Linked DNA regions of Zea mays: region 1 is linked to region 2. Evidence: chromatin contacts called from public Hi-C data. All regions are on one chromosome and are shown on one strand. Each heading gives the region's core, a stretch centred on a gene start, on an enhancer-like site or on the middle of the called end of the contact. The rest is flanking DNA. Distances are from core to core; before and after follow the strand shown. Region 1 holds the start of LOC100217125. Region 2 holds the start of LOC100502297 (root-specific kinase 1).

Region 1 (4,300 bases), core at 1,724-4,223, 950 kb after region 2:
CAAAGCTTGCGTAGCATGTCAGCGTTTTCTGCTGGTGCATAACGACCAGTGCCTGTTTCGTCTTGGATTGCATAGAAAGTTTGGTGCATAACGCCTCGGCTAGGATATGCGGGGTCGGCTACGGAGGCGCCGCGACCAAGCTCTGCGGCGGCGATGCCTCGGCCAGGATCCGCGGGGGCGGCTGCGGAGGCGACGCGACCAAGCCCAGCGGTGGCTCGGCCAGGATCCGCGGGGGCGGCTCAGCCAGGATCCGCGGGGCGGCTGCATGGCCCGTAGCTGCGGCGCCCCGGCCATGCCCAGCGGTGGTGACGCCCACCCCAATGGGTACTCCTCGCTGGAAGAGCTCGCGATCCATCTCCTCGGTGCAGAACGCAGGGACATCTCCAGCCATGGCGAAACAGGGAAGCAACGGTGAAAAGAAAAAAGATACGGGAGGAGAGATAAGGAAAAAGAAACAGGATGAGAGATAAATAGATGCGAAGGGTTACAACGTTTAAATAGTGACATGGTGGGTAATTTTTCTATAACTTCATGAGGTAGTATAAAAAGTTGTTTTTGAAGCACCATTTGAGGAGCTTCGAAAATTTCATGAAATTGGCCTCAAGTTTTAAATTTTTTTAAATCTGGAGCTCGTAAAGTTTGACCTATTTGGATAGAAGAATCTACTATAAACCTGAAATTCTTGAAACGAAGCTCTCCCAAACAGGCCCTAAATAGTCCACTCTATTAAGTATATTCCAATAACTCTAAAATGAGTGATCCAAACGGTCTCTTAGTGTAAATTCCACTCGTTATTACTTTATACAATTACAAAAATACCAATCCCTTTGGAAACCACATAAATGTAGATGGATTGAGAGATCACACAAAACTGCAGAACAAAAACAGATGCAAAACTAAAGTTGTTAGGAGGAGCTAAGGATGCAGAAATATGGGCGCGAGTTTCTCGCTCAGTAGCTTGCTGACACGAGAGGTCAGAAATAGCCATGGGAGAATTCCAACCTGCACCATCACAATGAAACATTACGCTGCAAAATAACTTCACCAGTGACTCTCACAATGAATGTGTCGCTACTAGGTGGAGCTTTGTTGGTAATCAAATTTGTTCACAGGTGGAATGTAATGCTTAAAGGCCTATTTGGGACTGTTCTATCTTTTGCGACTCCGCTTCCAACTTTAGTCAAACAGAAACAACTTCATAAACTCCGCTCTTGAAGAAAACTGAAGTTAAAGGCCAACTCCAAAAAAACTAGTTTTTGTTTTAAGCTATACCATGATGGAGTTGGTGAAGCAGTTTTAAACAGACCCTAAAAATAAAGGAGTACTGTATCATAATTGTTTTCTTTCTTAATGCCCATCGACATCCAATTCTCCAGCATGTTTGAGAAAAAAACCCATCATTTGGAACTTTTTAGTTATTATAAGACATCACCAATGTGTAGTGACTCTCAGTTTCAATCAGAATAGGCGTTACTCTCAACAGAGGATAAAGGCAAGATCATTTAAACACATGGAGGCCCTTAAGCTAAAAGTTCAGTAGTACTTACCACAACACGGCCTGTAGAAGCATCTACACCTCTCCAGGAAAACATCCTCCCTGAGAAATTATTACTTACGATGACTTATGATTATATAATATAACAAATTAGACTCAATAAACAGATAGGGAATATATTTAGCATCAGGACAAATATACAATAGTACTCTCTTAGTCCAAAAATAATAAGCATATTCTCATCAGGGAAAAGTCATATAAATCAGACTTTGGCCCTTAATTTCACTTATACGGTGTTTCCTTTTGCTAAAGAACCAATATCATCTGAGCTAATTTTCAATACTATAAGCCATAGAAAGGGAACGACATGGGTTCTGTAGTAGGCATATAGTTATCTTGTTAACGTTACAAAAGAAATCCTTTGATAAGCAAACTAATACAAAGAAATGTGCGAACACCAGGAAACTAACAAGGCTGCAGAACAAGTTGCTAGCTAGGTGAAGGGCATAAACTTACCGAAGGGCTGGAGAAGGTGCTTAGGGACAGTAGTTACTGGAGTACTCCAAAACCACAGAACGAGCACACCATAGACTACAACCTGGCATGCGGATTTAGTTTGATGAGACTCCTCAAACTGTACGTAGAGCGAACGGTTGAGAGCATAAACTACACGAATCACGAAGCACCTTTGCGGCCAGCAGAACTTTTCGGTATTTTTCATATAAAGACTGTTTCCCTCTAATGTCCACATCTTGCACTATAAAATGGACAAAAGAAAGAGTCCAGCAACCCGAATCGGCCCAAACAAGAACAGCAAGAACCCACGCAATGTCTGAGGAATTCAACGCTTACTTTTTGCCAGCTCCTTCTCTTTAGCACCAGCCAACCGCTTCAGTTTTGCGGCTTGCGCAAACGTCGAGGGCCTGCAGCACAAAAAAAAGGGGTGTTCAATAACAGCTATATATCAGGATCGCCGAATCGTAAGAGAATAGTATCCAGATTGCCTACGTTGACAAAGCACTGGCCTCCTTGAGAAGTTGCGTGATCTCTACACGCAGTCTGAGCTGATCATCAGAAATGGATCCCCTCTGGAACATCAATCAACAGGTCAGGACAACGTTAATGTAACAGGGGTGGCTGAAAAATAGTCGGGATTGCAGAAGGTGGCAGATCCAATAATCATGGTTTTTTTTTCCCGTGAAGATTCATTCTTAACCACATCAATCCATCCAAAATCAAAACATTTCTCCCCAAATGAATTATCTGGAACAAGAGAGAGAGAGAGAAACGAAAGCGCAGGGTTTTCTTGGCAGTTGGCACCGACCCTCCTCTTGAGGTCGAGGATGCACTCCAGCATATGCACCGCAGAGACGAGGAGGAAGACGAAGATGGCAGAAGGGGACATTGTTGCCGGCGACGACCTAGGGCGGCGTGGTGGTGATAGATTGGTCCGGTCGGGGGCCGGGGGGTAACTTTCTGGCCTCCCTGCGCTTGCCTACACCCTACTGAGTCTTTTGCTATTATAACACTCAATTAAACATGCTTCTCTCTTCTAGTATCTACAAACGTAACTTCTCTAAAATGTTACTTATAAGTTAATCTATTCTCTAAAATAGAATTAAGTGCCTTTTTTACTCTTTTTTCTTTCTCTTAATTTCCCAGCTGTGAATGATACGCCTCAATTTATTTGGTGAAATCACCATGCACGTAGGAGCAAGCCGAACTTTGAGACAAACATTTCGTTTCTGTACAAGTTCACCATCAAGCTGACATGAAAATTTGCCCACGAACCTGAAACCATATGGCTCACTGTTCAAATATGAAGTTTACACAACTCACCGTTTAAATCTGAAAGAGATAGGAACCAATTTGCTTCCTAATACCTTTTGTTGATTTGAACTTGCTTTTTGTCCGAACTAGTTGATTCAACTTACTTTAGTACTACAACCTCAACTTCTTGAGAATAAAGTTCATACTTGACATCTTGACAGTAATATTTTCGAACGCAAAATAAGCTAAGATGTTCAGTCGCATAAAGCAATGTGGGAGAATTACTATCTAGAAACAAAATTTTTAGGAACATTTCGATCTTTCACTGCTGGAAAAATAAGAAAAGAGAGTAAAAAGGTACTTAATACTATTTTAGAGAAAAGATTAACTTATAAGTATTATTTTAGGGAAGTTAAATTTGTAGATACTAGAAGAGAGAAGCCTGTTTAAATTAGATGCATGATCTGATGAGCATGAGCTACTAGGGGAACATTCGGATCCTCAAAATTGTTTAGTGCTTGGAAGACAGCCAAATGAACTTTTTGTTTGGCTATGGCACAGCTGTAAATGCTTTTAGCATTTAGTGCTGCACTCGCTGACTCAGGTTCCCCACTGCGGATAAGGGGGACTTGTTCGGTTTGTTAGGGATCAGAGAGGATTAAGGGTCTATTTGGTTTGTGGCTAAATAATGTGCCACACTTTGTCTAACGTTAGTCGTTTGAATTGAATAACTAACCTTAGGCAGAAAAATTAGGCAAAGTGTGGCAACTGAGTTAGTGAACCAAACATGCCTTAAATCTTTTGCTAATTAAAATTAAATATAAAAGAATTTAATCTTATTTAATTTATGTATAACCAAATATGGTGTGATCGAGAAATGTAAGAGCCTTTTTGACCGGATTTTTTTGGCACTAGCTTCTACTCTAAAAGTTAGTTTGAAATCCCATTTAGATTTTATTTTTTTAGAAAAAATAGTTTGTTTTTTTCTTTAGAAAAATAGAAATTTTTTAAAATATAAAGTTTCCAAACTAGCCC
Region 2 (4,406 bases), core at 1,864-4,363:
CTACTCTGCAAATTATAAGATGCTCTCCGGCTCATTTCTCTATAGTAAAAATGTTGCACATAAATATCTCCCACGTATTTGATAATAATAGTTATATCAGCTTAATTGATCTTTGGCTAAATTACTATTATTATTAGAATGAAAAAATCAATTTAGAACACAAGAGGAAGCGCCACAAGCACAAGTATCGTCCAGCATCTAAATTGACTTTTTCCAAGGCTATAAGAACATTCAAATGCGATCTAATAAATAGCTTCATTACATGAAAAAAAAAGGACAACCATCGGATTCTATTTTGCAGCCAGAAATCTTCGAAGACAGGACGAAATAGTTACTCTCAGTTTGTTAAAAAATACAGTCGATTTTAGTTTTTATTATTTTAGAGGAATTAGAAATTACAGCCAGAATTTTATTTGCCCGCTCTTTCTCACCGAGGAAGGACAATTTAGAACCTGGCGCTGAATGGATGCGCGGTATATCAGACAACATGGCAGCACGACGTTCCACATCTCCTTTTCAGCTGTAAACGGCGGCGACCTTCCCTCTCTCTCTCTCTCTCTCTCTCTCTTTTTCATCATATTGTCGACCGAGTGTAGCTAGAGTCTTACCACTTTATTACTGCGGACTGCTGCGTTTAATTAACTTATGGTTACCATGCATAGACACCAAGTAGTGGAGTATTCTTTCTTCGCATCTTTTCTGCAATTCTTCTTCCTCTTCTTCTTTTTTTTTTAGAGAGCGAGCGAGAGAGATAGGAGCTAGTTTCTTCTTCTTTTCTTATTAGAGAGCAACGAGGCAGTCGAACAGGCTTGAGCGACTCCAACAACTTCAATGCAGTGCAACCACTACTGTTACGTACGTCCCGCGTCCACGGGATTACGGAAATAAACCTGTTCCAAAAGAGACATGTGAAACCGACTCCGATCTATCTGGTCAGACGGCGCGTGTACACGTAACACTCGGCCCAGGTGTGACGCGTCTGTACCTTCCATGCATGTGTAAATCGAGCTTAGCTCAGTCAGGATAGAGTGCTAGACTAAAATTTTGTAGTGTGCCCAGTGAATTCCTTCTCGCTTAATAATTAACGAAGAGGCCAACACTCAACAGGGTGTAGTTCCAGAGAGTCTTTGGAGAAAAAAACATACAACGACAAGGCCGGACGGTTCGGGTCTTCGCTACCAGTCTACCACTCGCTCGGATTTTTTTGAGCACGTGAAGTGGCCTCTGTATTAGAACAGGTAGAGCCTGCTTCTCTTCTAGATCAATTATTATTATGCAGCTAATCCAGGGAACCGAACAACAACGCACGAGGAGATTGAATAAACGGTGACACAGGAAGACACAACCGAACCAACCGACGACGAAAGCACCCGCTACCGTGTGACGAAAAAGGCAATGGAAGTGTCTGCGCTGCGCCTGCGTGGCTGCGTGCACCAGCAATAATAGCGACAAAGATCGAGTTCTAAAACAAATCAAACGGGTCGTTAGTTGCGCCTGCAAGTACGAGCTGTTAAGTTGTTGGCGCCTAGCACGTACGACCCCGTCCACCGTAGATTCCATACACTGCCCTGCCCTACCCTACCGTATACCAGGCATATAAAACCGAGAAAAACAAATAGTACACACACCATAACATGCCCTACCACTCCGATAAAGAACGGGTCCGGTTCCGTCCACAGGCCAGTTGTTGGCGCGTCCTCTTCGGCTACGACGACGACCGAGCCAGGCTGCGCCAATCGGTACCGTTATAAATACAAACCTCTCACTTAAAACCAAATAGTTTTTTATTTGTCGCAATTTAGTTCAAAAATAAACTAACGGACGACAAATACTCAAGAACAGAGGTTGTACAATCTCCATACGTAAGAGCTGTACATGCTTATGTAGCGAGTCATGCATGGAAGGTCATAGAAGGTAACGGACGGGCTTTTTCTTAAACCTTCGTTATCCTAGCTGATGATCACTCACACTGAAAGCGACTTCCACCAATCACCACCGAACAATCTGGCTAGGTCATTCCAATTACCAACAATAATAAGCACAAACCCTCACCTGACTTTTATGGAGCTCAATGGATGCACACTAGCTAAATTACTCTCTTATGTACCAATAAGATCGCTAGCCAAGCGGATTTTAAGCTCTCAACTCTCTCGCTAGCCAGTGATTGTATCTCACACTCGATATGGGTCGCTTCATCGATTAAATTGGGCCAGAGCACTAGTATAGCCCATTTGGCGGCGTATTTATTAGAACCCTTCACTGGATTGTGTAAAGCTTCAAATGTTACTATATGGCTTAAAACGGTCGAAAAGGGTGTGGTACAACCGACTTAATGAATACCTTCTCTAGAATGGATGCACTAACGATGATTATTGTCCATGTATTTTTCATGAAAAGTTCCAAATGAGATTTTGCATTATATCTACTTAAGTTGATGGTATGCAATCAACTAAAAAAAAAGAGTTCAAGTTTAAGGATATGGCCTAAATTTACCAAATTTTTTTTTTGCTTAGGCTTACATATTTAGCACCTTTTGACTAGACTTTTAATACATCAACCTGACAATATCTGGAAAGTAATAGAAAATTTTAATATGGACAAATCATATCTCTCTATTGTCATCCAGTCCTTAGAAATAGGGACCAATCATATTAGACAACGAGATTTTGGACAAAAAAAATATAGGGCATGGATTTCCATGCATCAATGTTATATTGGAGCACTTATCTATCTCATTTTTGTACTACTTCACAGTTTGTTTTACTTTATTCGTAAAAACTCGCAACCAAATACATCATGGATTCGCACATCAGCGATCACCAACGCCATATGATACGTTTCACGGAGCTTTCACCGGCTAACTAACCCACCCCAGCCGGGCCGCGGGCCGGCATCACCAATGATTCAAGCACTCGCTCCTAATTAAATGACCTCCCGAATTAGCGATTAACCTCCCGGTCCCGGCTACTACACACAAAGTCAAAAAGGCGACGCTTCCCCAACCTTCACCCACCTCGAAGTCGAAGCCACGCCTTTCCACGCCCGCACAAAGCCGCTGCCTGCTCGCCCTTTATATACCCTGCCACCACGCCGTGCCTCCGTGTCCTCCGCCTCGCCACTTCGCCAGCGCCAGCGACCGACACCTTCTCTAGGCCCATTCCAAGGCTCTCCTCACCGCTGCTAGCTCCCAGGCTGCTCAGAGCGCCGGCCGACGAGCGTAGCGCTCCGTGGTCCGTGCGGCGCTCGAGGACGTACGGTACGAGATCGACGACGCGGGTGGTTCCGACTCGGTCGTCATGGGGCTGAGGGAGAGCTTGTTCGGGTGCTTCGGGGCCGGCGGCCAGGAGCAGGGGCAGGAGCCCGCGGCGGCGGGGCCGGCGAGCAGGCGCCCCGGCGGCGTTGGGAAGCGGACGCTGCGGCGGCTGAGCACGGCCAACCTGCGGTCCCTGTCGCTGCAGGACCTGTCGCGGAAGCTGGAGACGACGAAGCTGCACGCCTTCACGCTGGACGAGCTCAAGGCCGCCACGAAGAACTTCTCCACCACCAACTTCCTCGGCGAGGGCGGCTTCGGCCCCGTCTACAAGGGCTTCGTGGACGGCCGCCTCCGCCCGGGCCTCCAGCCGCAGCACGTCGCCGTGAAGTACCTCGACAGCGACGGCGTCCAGGGGCACCGCGAGTGGCTGGTGCGTCACGTCCCCCCACTTTTCCCTCCTCTAATGAATTGAATCTGACGAACCCTGATCTGATCTGGTTGCGCTGCCTTGTTTCGCCAGGCGGAGGTGGTGTACCTCGGGATGCTGAGCCATCCGCACCTGGTCAAGCTGGTGGGCTTCTGCAACCAGGACGACCACCGGATGCTGGTGTACGAGTACATGCCGGGGCAAAGCCTCGAGAGCCATCTCTTCAAGAGTAAGCTACCATACATTCGCCTGCTACCACACCACACCACACAGCCTTTTTTTTGTAATTTGGACTGGACGCCACAGACTATTAACAGCAGCTCCTGCTACATGTGTCTGCCTGCAGATCTCCTCGCGTCGCTGCCGTGGTCGACGCGGCTCAAGATCGCCGTCGGCGCGGCCAAGGGGCTGGCGTTCCTGCACGAGGCCGAGACGCCCGTCATCTACCGCGACTTCAAGGCCTCCAATATTCTCCTCGACTCGGTAATAAAGAAGCCCGCCTCACCAAGTCCAATCTCTTCTCTTCTTCCCCCCCACCCACCCCCCAGCATCAACCACATTGGATGCTTTATTAGTCCTTGTCACACTCTATATTTTTTATTTTCGCTATAACTAAATTGTTTCTTACCAACACGCCCAACAACCGTGCTAATTGCATGCTCGCACGTTGTCAAACTACCGTTCCGTGCCGAAGCCTCGCTTCTTTATAGAATTCCCGTTCTGGAA

Evidence for each region. Hi-C and Micro-C count contacts between places; a contact is called where the count stands out from the background.
Region 1: a contact with region 2 is called in a Hi-C map of ear, with 1.9 times the contacts expected there. The contact joins the promoter of LOC100217125 here to the promoter of LOC100502297 in region 2. A contact is called at or near these places in 2 of 25 Hi-C or Micro-C datasets (bundle sheath and ear).

Annotation. Positions count from the first base shown.
Region 1 is chr9:12,404,735-12,409,034 of Zm-B73-REFERENCE-NAM-5.0, forward strand. It overlaps LOC100217125, which reads right to left and starts at 2,974. Exons shown (of 4, transcript NM_001143493.1): 1 at 2,820-2,974; 2 at 2,504-2,583; 3 at 2,012-2,418; 4 at 775-1,597. The coding sequence starts at 2,246. The coding sequence ends at 1,521.
Region 2 is chr9:11,456,615-11,461,020 of Zm-B73-REFERENCE-NAM-5.0, forward strand. It overlaps LOC100502297 (root-specific kinase 1), which reads left to right and starts at 3,114. Exons shown (of 4, transcript NM_001349038.1): 1 at 3,114-3,683; 2 at 3,774-3,909; 3 at 4,027-4,163. The coding sequence starts at 3,297.